Regions from separate parts of the Danio rerio genome. Here region 2 is linked to region 1. A link is a contact called in public HiCAR-type data. All regions are on one chromosome and are shown on one strand. Each heading gives the region's core, a stretch centred on a gene start, on an enhancer-like site or on the middle of the called end of the contact. The rest is flanking DNA. Distances are from core to core; before and after follow the strand shown.

Region 1 (6,575 bases), core at 1,994-4,493:
GTTGTGAAGGCTGTTTCTCATATCATTTTTGACAGTGTATGGTGTGTTTGTGAACCTGGCGTGTTCAAAGCTGTTAAAAACACACGTAAAGAGCAGCGTCTGAATTATGTGTTCATAATTCAGAAATGGTTGTTTTTGAATGAATCATTTCACAAACCGTCTAAATGATTTGTAATCTGAACTGGATCCAAAGGGTGACTCACTGACTTGATTCAGTCACAGTTAAATAAATAAATAATAAAAAATCAAAGATGCACATTTTAGTTTATTCGTCATGGGTTTGAAATGACACAAGCATGAGTAATGAGATAGAGGGATTCCAGTATTTGGTTGAACTGTTGCTTTAAAGAAGTTGGGTATAGAGTAAGACAGAGGGCTGATCGTCTCTTGGATTCAGCAGAGATGTATTGTCATGTGTTTTTCCTCAGTCAAGGTCGGCAGGAAATGTCAGAGCAGGTGTGTGTCTGTCAGTGAGTGGCCTGCCAGCGCAGCCCCTGGGCTCCAACACGCCATGCTGTGACACTGGAGCAGAACTCACACACACACACACACACACACACACACACACACACACACACACACACACACACACACACACGCACACACACACACGCACGCGTACGTCTGGATCCTCGTGGCCCATAAAGCCAGCAAGGGTCACCTCCGGCCACAGCAAAGACTCATGGAGAGCCTTGCGTATTGAGCACATATTGCATCTTATACTGCAACAAAGCTATTTTAGATTGTAATAATTCACGTTCACTTTTACTTGCAAACGTTTTATGGGTCAGTTCAGTTTGACGTGCAAAACGACAATCATAAATGCTGGTTAACACACGATGCATATTTTTATTAATTCTTATTATTAATACCTGCAATGTTTTGACACTGAGGTGTTGCACAATGTGCCTAATAATATTTTTGGCTGTTAAAAAAACAAATGAATAAAAAATATGTTTGTATTTTTTTTAAATATATTTTTTCATGTGTACATACACTAATTTGCAACTCTATTAGGTACACTTAACTAGTACAGAGTTGGTCCCACCCTCTTTTTGCTTCAGAACTGCCAGAACATGATACTGGAAATATTCATATGAGATTTTAGTCCATATTGACATGATGGCATCACGCAGTTGTTGCAAATTTGTCAGCTTCACCCTCATAATACAAATTTCCTATTCCACCACAACCCAAAGGTGCTCTATTGGATTGAGATCTGGTGACTGTAGAGACCATTTGAGTACAGTGAACTCATTGGCATGTTAAAGAAACCAGTCTGATGATGATTTGCACTTTATGACATGAAGCGTTATCCTGCTGGAAGTTGCCATCAAAAGATGAGTACACTGTGGTCATAAAGGGATGGACATGGTCAGCAACAATACTCGGGTAGGCTGTGGCATTGACAATTCTCATTTGGTACAAATGGTCCCAAAGTGTTCCAAAAAATATCCCCCACACCATTACACCACCAACACCAGCCTGAACTGTTTATACAAGGCAGGATGGATCCATGCTTTTATATTGTTGACACAAAATTCTGACCCTACCATCTGAATGTCGCAGCAGAAATCGAGACTCATCAGACCAGGCAATGTTTTTCCTATTTATTGTCCAATTGTGGCGAGCCTGTGCAAATTTTTGTCTGTTTTCTGTTCTTGCTGACAGGAGTGGCACTCTGTGTGGTCTTCTGCTACTGTAGCCCATCCGCCTTAAGGTTTGACATGTTGTGGATTCAGAGACGCTCTTCTGCATACCTCAGTTGTAACAAGTGGTTATTTGAGCTGCTGTTGCCTTTATATCAGCTAAAACCAGTCTGGCCATTCTACTCTGACCTCTGGCATCAACAAGGCATTTGTGCCCACAGAACTGCCACTCACTGGGTATTTTCTCTTTTTTGGTCAATTCTCTGTAAACCCTAGAGATGGTTGTGCATGAAAATCACAGTAGATCAGCAGTTTCTGAAATACTCAATCCAGCCTTTCGGGCACCAACCATGCCAAGTTTAAAGTCTTTTAAATCACCTTTCTTCCCCATTCTAATGCTCTGTTTGAACTGTAGTAGATCGTCTTGACAATGTCTACATGCCTAAATGCATTGAGTTGCTGTCATGTGATTGACTCATTTAAAATTTGCGTTAACAAGCAGTTAGACAGGTGTACCTAATAAAGTGGCCGGTGAGTGTATGTTTTGTAAATTTAAAGAAAAAAAGTTAAAAAGTAACTATTTTAAAACTCTACCATCTTTAACCTATTTTTCCCCTCATATATCTGGTGAATTCTTTTAGGGAAATCTGAATCCAGATTAGAAAAATTTCACCCACAACATAAAAATCATATTCCTAAATCAAACATAAAATAAGAATACAAACTTTTCATAATGTTATCGTCTTTACATTGTGGGAGCCCATTTGGACCCAACTGATCATCGATGTACTGTATGGACAAAACAGTCACATAGTCATACAGTTTTTAATGACATAAAGGGTGAAACTTTTTTTCATTTTGGGTAAAACTATTCATTTAAGGTGTGACTATAAAACCTCCCTTTTGAAAGCCAGTCTGATCTGTCAATCTTGTTTGAAGTTTTGCGTGTGATCAGATCCCTGCTTGTTCATTCCATTGTGTTTCGGTGTTTTTCATAGTTATTGTTGCTTGGGCAGGGTCAAGACAGTTTTTACGCAAGCTCTCCTGATTTATACACAGGTTTGAGAACAGGGCTGGGTGGCACAATCGCACCGCAGACATGCTTTGGGCAATTATGCAGTAAAACCTGTACATTCTGGCTGAACCTTTAGAAATGCTCGATTATTCTCGCAGACAAGCATTTCTCAGATTCTGTGGCTTCAGTTGAGTAACAGCAATTCTCTATATGAGTCAACAAGCATAAATCACTCAGCAACCCTTTTATTTTCTACCCCCTTCCAACCCATTTTGCAAGAAAAACAAAAGACAACTTTGGAAAAAAATGCAATTCTAAGTCAATGCAGTAATTAAAATGTTCTTGTTTATCTAGAAGCACACCCGAATTGGTGTTTTTAATAAAAGTTTGCCATGGTTCTAATCTGAACGTTGCATTAAACACTGCTCTTCCAAGTCATGTGATTCTGATTGTGGTCAGAGGATCTCTTTAAAAGCGAGCTCCATTGTCGTCTAATCATTCCTGACAGCTCTGACTATCTCAGCCTGTGAGGCCTGTCGGTTCACACGGACGAGCCCCCACCTCAATTGTGCCGCGCTTCTCCTTTCAACCAGTAGATGGTGGTATTCATCTTTTGAGCTGTGCATGGGAGACCAGGTTGCCCTGTCTTTGTCTCTTTCCTTCTCTGATCTTACTTTAAACTTTCTATTCCCCCTTTCCCGCCCCCTCCTACACCAACTATCTGCATTTGTTTCACTTAAACCTCTCCATCCACTTCTGCGTCCATTAAAGCCATTGAGGAGAGGGTCACCAATTCCTCTGCTTTTTGAAGACTGCAAAACTGTTGATCCGCAACGTGCAATAAGCATTGAATACGAGCCGTCGTGAGATGATAATGTCACCAGAATGTCACAATCTGTCTGCCACTGTCATATTGTGCTTATGCCTAATCAACTAACCACAGGCAAGCACATTTCCCTTTTAATTGTCAGTGTACTGTTTAGTGAAAGAGATGGTGGTGTAAAATTGTACTCTCTGATTTTGCGTGCATGTTTATGTGGGCTTATGGGTAGGCTGGCATCTGGAGAAGAGCGAGAAGACACTCGTCAGGGTTATGGCAGTCGTAGCTGACAAGAAGGCTCTTCCGTCGTCTCCATAAACCCTGCATTGTGCGTTTTGGACATGAGTGCGGCGTTGTTGCCATTGGTGCTGTTTTCATTTTGCTTCAATTAGCTAATTGGATGTGAAGGGTGGTAGTGTCTCTGAAATTGAAGGACAAGGATCCAGCGTCGGGTTTAAGACCGCCTTTGTGTTTATCTATGAGCCAGATCGCAACGTGTTATTAGGATGTGGCACCAAGTCATGATAGGCTGCTATTAATTTATGCTTCGTTTCCTTTAGATTGTCTTGAAATCGGATGTTTGTTTTGTTTCCCTTTGGTTTTGTTATAAATTGTGCTGGTATTAAGAGAGAGAGAGAGTGTGTGCGTGTATGTGTGTGTGTGTGTGTGTGTGTGTGTGTGTGTGTGTGTGTGTGTGTGTGTTTATGCTGGGTTCATTTGCAACTTGGAGACATTTTGCACGGCCTGTCACCGAATGTCATCATTGACTGTAAAAGTAGAGAAAAAAAATGCCTCAAATTACAGGAAAGCAGCACTGCATTAAAGAACAAAGAGGATCGATGGCAGTACATTAAACTTTATACAATTGGGGGGGGGAAATCAACTAATTAAAATTGATTACTCTTGCTTTGTAAAAGTGTTTCTGAATTAAATTATTGTATGAAAACATTTTGACCAATTGAGGAGCTGAGGAAGTATCCATTACTGGATTACTGCTGGAATATTTGCGGTGAGCCGGGCTAAGTACTGCCCCCCCACTGCTGATTCCAGGGGCCACAGTTTCATCGTTCTGTCTATTTCTCTCTCATATATGCATATTTCACGCTATTATTTTTAGGAATGTCCCAAAATAATGTTTAAAACTGTGTGTGAATTTATTTATATATATATATTAAAATATATATATATATATATATATATATATATATATATATATATATATATATATATATATATATATATATATATATATATATATATTTTAATATTATTAGCGGAATGTGCTTTTATAATTTAAGCAAATCCACCACCATTTACTCATATCTATTTTTCAACAAAAACCACTTGAATGAATCATGTGAAAATTACTAGTTTTTTTGAGTGATAGATGTTGAATTTAATATTATTAGCGGAATGTGCTTTTATAATATATGCAAATAAATCACCATTTACTCAAATTTATTAATGAAATTTACTCATTTATAAAATGTAAAATATATAATTTATAATGAAATACATACACAATACATTTTTGCCAAATATCATTTTATTACACGTTCCACTGATTAAAAAAAATGGTACAATATGTTAAACAAATCTATATAAAGTTTACAGCAATGTTAATCTCTGATAAAAATTCTGAAAAAAATGTTCTTTTGTTCAACTTTCTTTTGTAGGAATATTCACAATGACTTCCCTATTTACCCTAACTTGCCTAGTTAACTTAACTAACTAACAATTCTGACTTATAGCTGTATATAGTCATTATTTTAAAAGCTCAAGCTGACCTTTTAGATGATAAGCTTCACTTATTTTATTTTATCTTTTAAGTATGACACTTAAAGTAATTAATAAATGTTACTATTTATTAGAGCTGCATGATAAATTGTTTCAGTATTAATATAGCAATGTGCACATCCGCAATAGTCACATCGCAGGATCTGCTTTGTTAAGTTGTGACTATGGTTTAGGATTATAAACTGTATAGTATATCGGGTTCATATAGCCACACAGTTCAAAATACATGAGATTTGTGGAGTTACTGCAGACTTTAAACATAATGGAGTAAAAGTTTATCATTTGCACACTTTTAGCCTCTAAAAGAGTTTAAAGCATTCTGGCACATGAAATTTTACCATTTGTAGCTTCAATAAAAAAAGAAAAATCACTGAACTATTTTAACAGTAAAGACGTTGTGGTGTTATTTTATATTTGATTTTTCCAATTTCTGTAGCTGAATAAAATTTGACTATATAGAAAGCACAACATAAAAAAAATTGCTGTTGTATTTATCTATGCTTATAATTTGTTTATTACAAGTCATGCATCATTCACTCCCCTACAGAATTATCCCAATCAATCTAAAATGTATAAATTATTCCCTAATAGAGCTATTCAAGTCATCCGGTGAAATTGTATAGATATTGCAATATATACCACAGAAATACAAAATATCGCAATGTCAGATTTTTCCAATATTCTGCAACCCTACTACTTATTAATCAGTATTAATAGAACTGCCCAAACTGGCTTTGTATATCTGCATATGTATAGATTTGAAGTCAGAATTATTAGCCCTCCTTTGAATTTTTTTCTTTTTTGAACTATTTCCCAAATGATGTTTAACAGAGCAAGGACATTTTCACAGTGTGTCTGATAATATATTTACTTCTGGAGAAAGTCTTATTTGTTTAATTTCAGCTAGAATAAAAGCCATTTAAATTTTTTTAAAATTAGTTTTAAGGTCAATTTATTAGCCCTTTTAAACTAATTTGTTTTGATAGTCTACAGAACAAACCATCGTTATACAATAACTTGCCTAATTACCCTAACCTGCCTAGTTAACCTAATTAACTAGTTAAGGCTTTTTAATGTCACTTTAAGCTGTATACAAGTGTCTTGAAAAATATCTAGTCAAATAATATTTACTGTCCTCAAAGATAAAATAAATCAGTTATTAGAAATGAGTTATTAAAACTGTTTTAAACGAGGGCTAATAATTCAAGCGGGCTAATAATTCTGACTTCAACTGTGTATGTATATACATTTTCAGCATACAGTATATGACTACACCCCTGTCAAATCTATCTTT
Region 2 (6,591 bases), core at 643-3,142, 220 kb after region 1:
TTTTCAAGTGGGGTCAGATTGCACAGCGAACTGAAACCCTAAATTTCAGAACTAACATCTTCCTTTCTCTCATCCCACCTGAGACGACATATCTTTTCATTTCCCATACTAAGCCAGTGGCCCTCATGAGACAGGTTTAATGCAGATTTCAGTGGAAATGGGACGTGGCGAGCCTTTTTTTTTTCCAGAGCGGTAAGTGGAAGTAGCCACCAGCGCTGCGTCTGTAAGAGTGTGTGGGTCAGAATGAAAGACAGGCTCCCTGTTAAAGCTGCGAGAGCTTTCAGCTATGCGCTTGTTTCTCTCGGCCTCATTCATGCTGTGCCCGATGAGTGCAAACTGCACATTGATTCATTTCAACAGGATGACGGGCTGTGTGAGGGGAACGTGCTTTAAAATATTCTATATGATGTCAATGAAAGCAGAAGTTACAAACAAACATGTGCATAAATTATATTATTTTTATAATTAATTTGACAATAATGATCATAATGATGATAATGATGATGATGATAATAATAATAATAATAATAATAATATTTCTTCTTCTTTTTATTATTATTATTATTATAAACAATTATTCAATAACAATATATATTACCACGTGACAATTATACTTTCATTTTATTGTTTTTTTTTCACAGACACACCTTTTCTAAAAACACAAAAAACAGTAAAAAAAGTTTTAATTATTTGATAATAATAATAATAACAAAATTTATTTTAATTATTATTTTATAGTCATTCTTATAACAATTATTATTATTAATTAATATTATTATTATTATTATTATTTATTATCATTATTATTATGAGCAATTGTGCAGTAACAATATACATATCCACATGATAATAATTGCCTTATTATTGCTTTGTTTTTTTTCACAGACACACCTATTCTAAACACACAAAAAACAGAAGTAAAAAACACCCTCCAGTATTATTGACCCCATGATCATTCTCATTCGAAAAAGCGACTTTGCACTTGTGCATGTGTTTTGAATGACAGCATAAATACAACATTTCACTTTTCCTGTTGATTCACTCTTTTTGTGCCCAGCAATGATAAAGGCAGCACAAACCGTCTGCCAGTTACAACAGCAATGAGGCACGTCATGGAAAACTTTATGATCTCGTGTTCCTGTTAATCAAGGTTTGAAAAAAGCGAAGTCCTTCTCTCGTATTTACCTAAACCAGCTCACTTTGTGTAGCATTATTTTATGGGTTTGTTGTTCTAGCGTGAGGTATTATAACTTTGCATTCTTTCCCAAGGTCAGCTGCTGGCGTGACACACACAATATTTGCTTATGGGGCTTTTCAGGTCAGTTCTATTATATTTACATCAAATAATTTTTGATAAGGGATGTAAAAGATCTATAAAACTCTACCATAAATGGGAGAGGTGTAGTTTGGAAAAAAGTACAAAAGATCAACAGTGCTTTTTTTTCTCATATATCTTTGACACGTTGACATTTTTGTGCTGAACCTTGCCAAGCAATGCACCTAAACTAGGCCAGCAAAGTGGGCACCAGCTCTTGTTTCTGCCCAAAGTACCTGTCTCTTATCTCTACAGCTCTATAATCACTTAACAAAGACTCGGGCATTTGCACAAATTAAAACATCAATAATGCACGAGTGCTTTTCAGTTTCTGCCACACACACACCCCAGTGCTGGGGCAGCAGCACTCTCTCAAAATGTGCCACGCTTTCGCCCCGAGAGACCTCGAATCCAGTACCAACCCACACCCCCTCGATTCGGGAGGGGGAAACAAACGCAAAAGATGATCAGAGGAGGGCTTATTTTTTAAGAATGAGGGAAAGTGGAGCTTCAGTGTAAACAGCCAACACCCTTGAGTGGCGTACTTCCATAAACAACATCACCACGGCATGGCCACCGTTTGTCATTAGCGGTCTCGCTGTGAACACAGACATAGCTTTAATTCAGGCCTGGGATTCTGCCCTATCTTTACATATCTAAATCGGCAAAAGCAAGTCTCTTATTTACAGGGATGAGAGCGACCAAACTATCATAGTGAGATGAAATATTGCTTGTTAAATATGCACAAAAGGGGTCAAAACAAGTGCACTATGGGAGAAAAGGAAGAGAGGAAGGGTGGAGGAGAAAGCATTAAAACTTAAAGGGTCCGAAGATGGAGCCAGGAGGTGTGCCGTACGAGACGGTCCGCCGTTATGACATGAATCTTGTTCGCTGTCTTTGCGTACTATCCACATACCTCCAGGAATGTATAGTCTATACCTTAAATAGGAGATAACTATTCAAATACTGGAGGATTTGTAACGTGTGTGCTTGAGCCAAGTGTGCGTTAAGCACATTGGCAAATTCCTTCTATGGGCAAAAAAGATGTCAAAGACACAGAGGCTTTTAAGCAATTAAGTTGCTTTATTTTCCCCAACCATAATATTTTTTTCCAAACAGATTATTTCATGTTCAGAGCTAGTTTATCATTATTCCCCAGTTTTTTATTTATTTATTTTTTCCCTCTTATCCCGTTACCCTTGCAAACAATCCCCTTGTTAGCAAACTGTTAAGACAGGCGCTTGGTACACAAATTGCGCTCGACCAAGCGAATTTGTTTTGCAAGGATGACCTGTTTAATCATCTCATTTTCTTTTGCGGACGTTTATTCATCTGGTTTCCACGGTTACGGAGAACATTAAGGGGCTACAGTAATAAGGCTGGAGAGTCAAACAGGTAATAAAAAAATTAACGCCATTTTCCAGCAGCCGAGGACGCTCTCTGAAATGAATCAGGGGAGAGGGGAGCGCACACGCAGGTGAAAAGGGGCCTCCAATATTTCCAAACAATTAAGGGCCGGGTGGGTTATTTCACTCTGTAGAGAAGCTCAGATGGGCGTCCAATGGACATGACACTTTCAGAACAATCAGTGCTCTGATGTGCTGAAGTCATAATGTTCCCTTATTTATCATGAATCTCTGATTACTTATCAAGACAATCAAATCCATCTGAATTACGATTATTAAAATTTCTTCCCTCCTTTCCAAGATAAGATTACCTTTGGTTGCAGAAACACAGTTATGGGGACAAGTTATAAAACACTTAAAAAATTATTATATATATATATATATATATATATATATATATATATATATATATATATATATATATATATATATATATATATATAATGTAAACATTTGTTTTTGCAGATTGATTTATTACGATGACTGTATGGAAAACATTTTCTGTGTGAAATTATTCTTTGCCCTTTTTTCAAAGCCTAACAAGTCAGAATCTCTATCCCCAGTCGTCGACTTTGACAAATGTCTCCCCTTTGTACCAACCAATGAGTCTGACTATAAGCCAAATATAGAAAATTCCGGCACAATAAGCAGGACAGGTGTTGGAACCTCTTTGAAAGGGTCTGAGCTCACTAAGTGAGAACAAAATCCAAATATGGTATTCAAGGATAGCAGCGTACAGGCAAAATAAACAAGCCATTAGCATTCCCTATCTCTCCCCTACCTGCCTTATGCTTTCAGACAATCCACACATACCAGGGATCTACACCACAGATTGCATAATGTAAGGTATAAAAAAGTTGCAAAAAAAAAAAAGACCTCCAGGCAGACTTCAACAGGTATTTTCATTCTATTTCTGCTGGTTGTGCAAGCCGTAACATGGCATTTGTCGTGGTCTGTGCAGTGCTGGAAAATATCTAAATCACGCTGGAACACTATTTAATGAAGGCTGCCTTCAACAACCCAACATGCCCTTTCATTCATTACTCAGTGTGTATGAATAGATGGACATAAAATTGCACAAATAATAGCACACAAGCCTGGTGTCAGGTGGCTTGTTTGCCATATAACTTGCAAGAAGGATTGACTCATTTCGTAAGTTGGTCGTTCCAAAAATATACAGTGGCCCACTACAAAAACAAAAGAACACTTTTTGATAATTATAATATCTGAATGCATTTGTTTTAGATGACGAATGATCAAACCATAAATATAAATGATGCTCCAGCTTTTATCAGAATTAATTTCACCATCTGAGGCATTTTTGCAAGTGGTGTCAAGGTGATTTTTAGTCAGTGCATGAAGTCAGTTCCCCTCAGGTTCGTGCAAGTTTCGTTGAAAAGTAACCACAAGTGTATTTCATGACTTTAATTACAGATATAGAAAGTATGAGAGAATCTGTACTAATTTAAACACCTCTTCCATTTAATAATGAATGTACTGTTTTAAGGTTTTAAACATTCAGCTCTCAATAAATGTCACTTTTCTTTACTTTTTTAATGCACAAATGTTGTCAAACATGGCAAAGACATTCAGTGTTTATAAAAAGTACAAAATATTTATTTGTAATAAAATATTATAGTGTCCTTGTTACAAGTTGCATGTGATTACTGTAAGTAAGTACAGCAATATTAATATAGAGCTGAAGTCAGAATTATTAGCCCCCCCTTTGATTTATTTTTTCTTTTTTAAATATTTCCCAAATGATGTTTAACAGAGCCAGGAAATTTTCACAGTCTAATAATATTTTTTTTTTTCTGGAGAAAGTGTTATTTGTTTTATTTCGGCTAGAATAAAAGAAGTTTTTAATCTAAAAAAATATATATTAAGATCAAAATCATTAGCCTCTATTCAGCTATATATTTTTTCAATAGTCTACAGAACAAACAATCGTTATACAATAACTTGCTGAATTACCCTAATTTTCCTAGTTAATCTAATTAACATAGTTAAGCCTTTAAATGTCACTTTAAGCTGTATAGAAGTGTCTTTAAAAATATCTATTTAAATATTATTTACTGTTATCATGGCAAAGATAATATAAATCAGTTATTAGAAACAAGTTATTAAAAGTATTGTGTTTAGAAATGTGTTGAAAAAATCTTCTTTTCGTTAAAATACCAGGGGGGCTAATACTGTAATTCAGGGGTTTAATAATTCTGACTTCAACTGTAATTGCATGCCTATTAACTAAAAGCACTCTTAATTGTAACTCTAAACCTGAAGTATATGGATGTTGGTAATTAACATGACTCAGTATTGAACTGTAAAAAAGGACACTGTAAAATAAAGTAAAAAAAAACTAATATAATAAATAATAAAAACCATAAAATCATATAATTAATTTATTTTATTAAAACAATATATGGTAATAAATGGTGAATTACAATAATAATAAAATGTGAAGCCTTTTACCCTATTAGTTCTATGTCTTAATAGAATTCAAGTTGAAGTGATTTAAGGACTCTAAATCCACACCTGTCACTGAGATAGTCTCAATGTAGAAAAAAAAAGCAGGCAGGCGGTTTCAAATACAGACTAAGTATATGAACTAGAACACCCCAGACTAAAGAGACACCTCAGCCTCCCCCCTCGTTGGTCTTAACAAAAGTCTGGGGCTAGGGAAGAACAGCCTCCAGTCCCCAAACTCCTCCTGCAAAGGCAGAAATCCCCCGAAAGAGGACACACAGAAGAGTTTGAAAAAACTCTAAGCTTCAGCCATGAGACCGCCAACTGCTCTGTTAACAGCCTCTTAACAGGTGTGGGTCCAAGAAGCATGTAATCCTATCAAGTTACGGAGTTAAAAAAAAAAAAATCAGTCAAACAGCAAACTCTGGAGCCCCCTTTTTGCTCTGTCTTGTTCTCTCTCTCCGCTCAGTTTAGTGTGTAGGCTGTGACAGAACGCAACAGCTGGGCTTCAGATTTATCATGTACAGACTGTAATTATTGCTGCTCCTGCCTGCTACTGACCCAAGTGAATAGAATGTCACAGGCAAAAGCACACACAACCACAGGATTCACGGCAGGGAAGGTTTCGAACGCAAGCACCCCTGTTTGCAGTCAATTACCACAGAGGACAGGATATCAGCTCTGTGGCTCTCCAATGCAAACACTCTCTGAGGGGAAAAAAAGGCAATGGGGAAGATGTTCATTTTCGCTCAATGAATAACGTTTTTTATTTCTATAACTGATAAGAAAAAAGGTTTTCATGACTGATTAGTTAACTGTAAACTGGTTAATTAATGTTACATACACTTGACGTCCTGTAGAGATTTCACATAAGACCACCGGAAAAGCGACGCTCTAATCTTATCACCCGCCCCACCCCATGTGACCTCTGTGTTTGGGTCCGAGATAAAGAGCTAAAGACGGCAAGCGCACAGACAAACCATCCATCAGCTCGAGTCAATCGCTCCCTTAACTGCAATCCAGCCGCCATCCGCTCCAGCCAGACTGAAGGAACTCGACTGTAGCCGTCAAGAGTCGCCTGCCTGAAACCTGCCTACAGGGTTGTTCACACCTTAAAGACCCCTGCCACATTTAAAAGGATTAGTCGCCACATTTTGTACCGGCTTAATCTTCCTTTCAGACAGCATAATAAGGGAGCGCCGATAAGCGGAGCATGCAAATTTCATTCGAGGCCATTGGAGCTCAAGCTTTCAGACAAACAGACTAAAGTCTTCCACACTGTGCTAATTGCTTCTTCATATTCTTCTTTTCCCCCTCTTATATACCGTATCAGCCGCCGCAGATTATTTGTCTCCCCCACTTTGCATGAAATTAGAATTTCATGTGCAAGATCATAAACGTGAA

What was found. HiCAR-type assays count read pairs that join an accessible place to other places.
Region 2: a contact with region 1 is called in a HiCAR-type map of caudal fin, with 4 times the contacts expected there. The contact joins two enhancer-like sites. A contact is called at or near these places in 1 of 18 Hi-C or Micro-C datasets (caudal fin) and 1 of 4 datasets of contacts at active chromatin or transcription factors (caudal fin).

What each region holds. Positions count from the first base shown.
Region 1 is chr23:31,770,383-31,776,957 of GRCz12tu, forward strand. The region is part of intron 2 of pex14 (peroxisomal biogenesis factor 14); the gene reads left to right. Among named protein-coding and RNA genes, the nearest start is that of pex14, 35 kb to the left of the region's middle. Within about 2 kb of position 3,244, at least 7 of the 62 cell types and tissues checked have an H3K27ac peak or open chromatin away from gene starts, as enhancers often do. A contact at or near this core is called in caudal fin, where this site is marked.
Region 2 is chr23:31,988,854-31,995,444 of GRCz12tu, forward strand. The region is part of intron 5 of casz1 (castor zinc finger 1); the gene reads right to left. Among named protein-coding and RNA genes, the nearest start is that of si:dkey-246i21.1, 200 kb to the right of the region's middle. Within about 2 kb of position 1,893, at least 5 of the 62 cell types and tissues checked have an H3K27ac peak or open chromatin away from gene starts, as enhancers often do. A contact at or near this core is called in caudal fin, where this site is marked.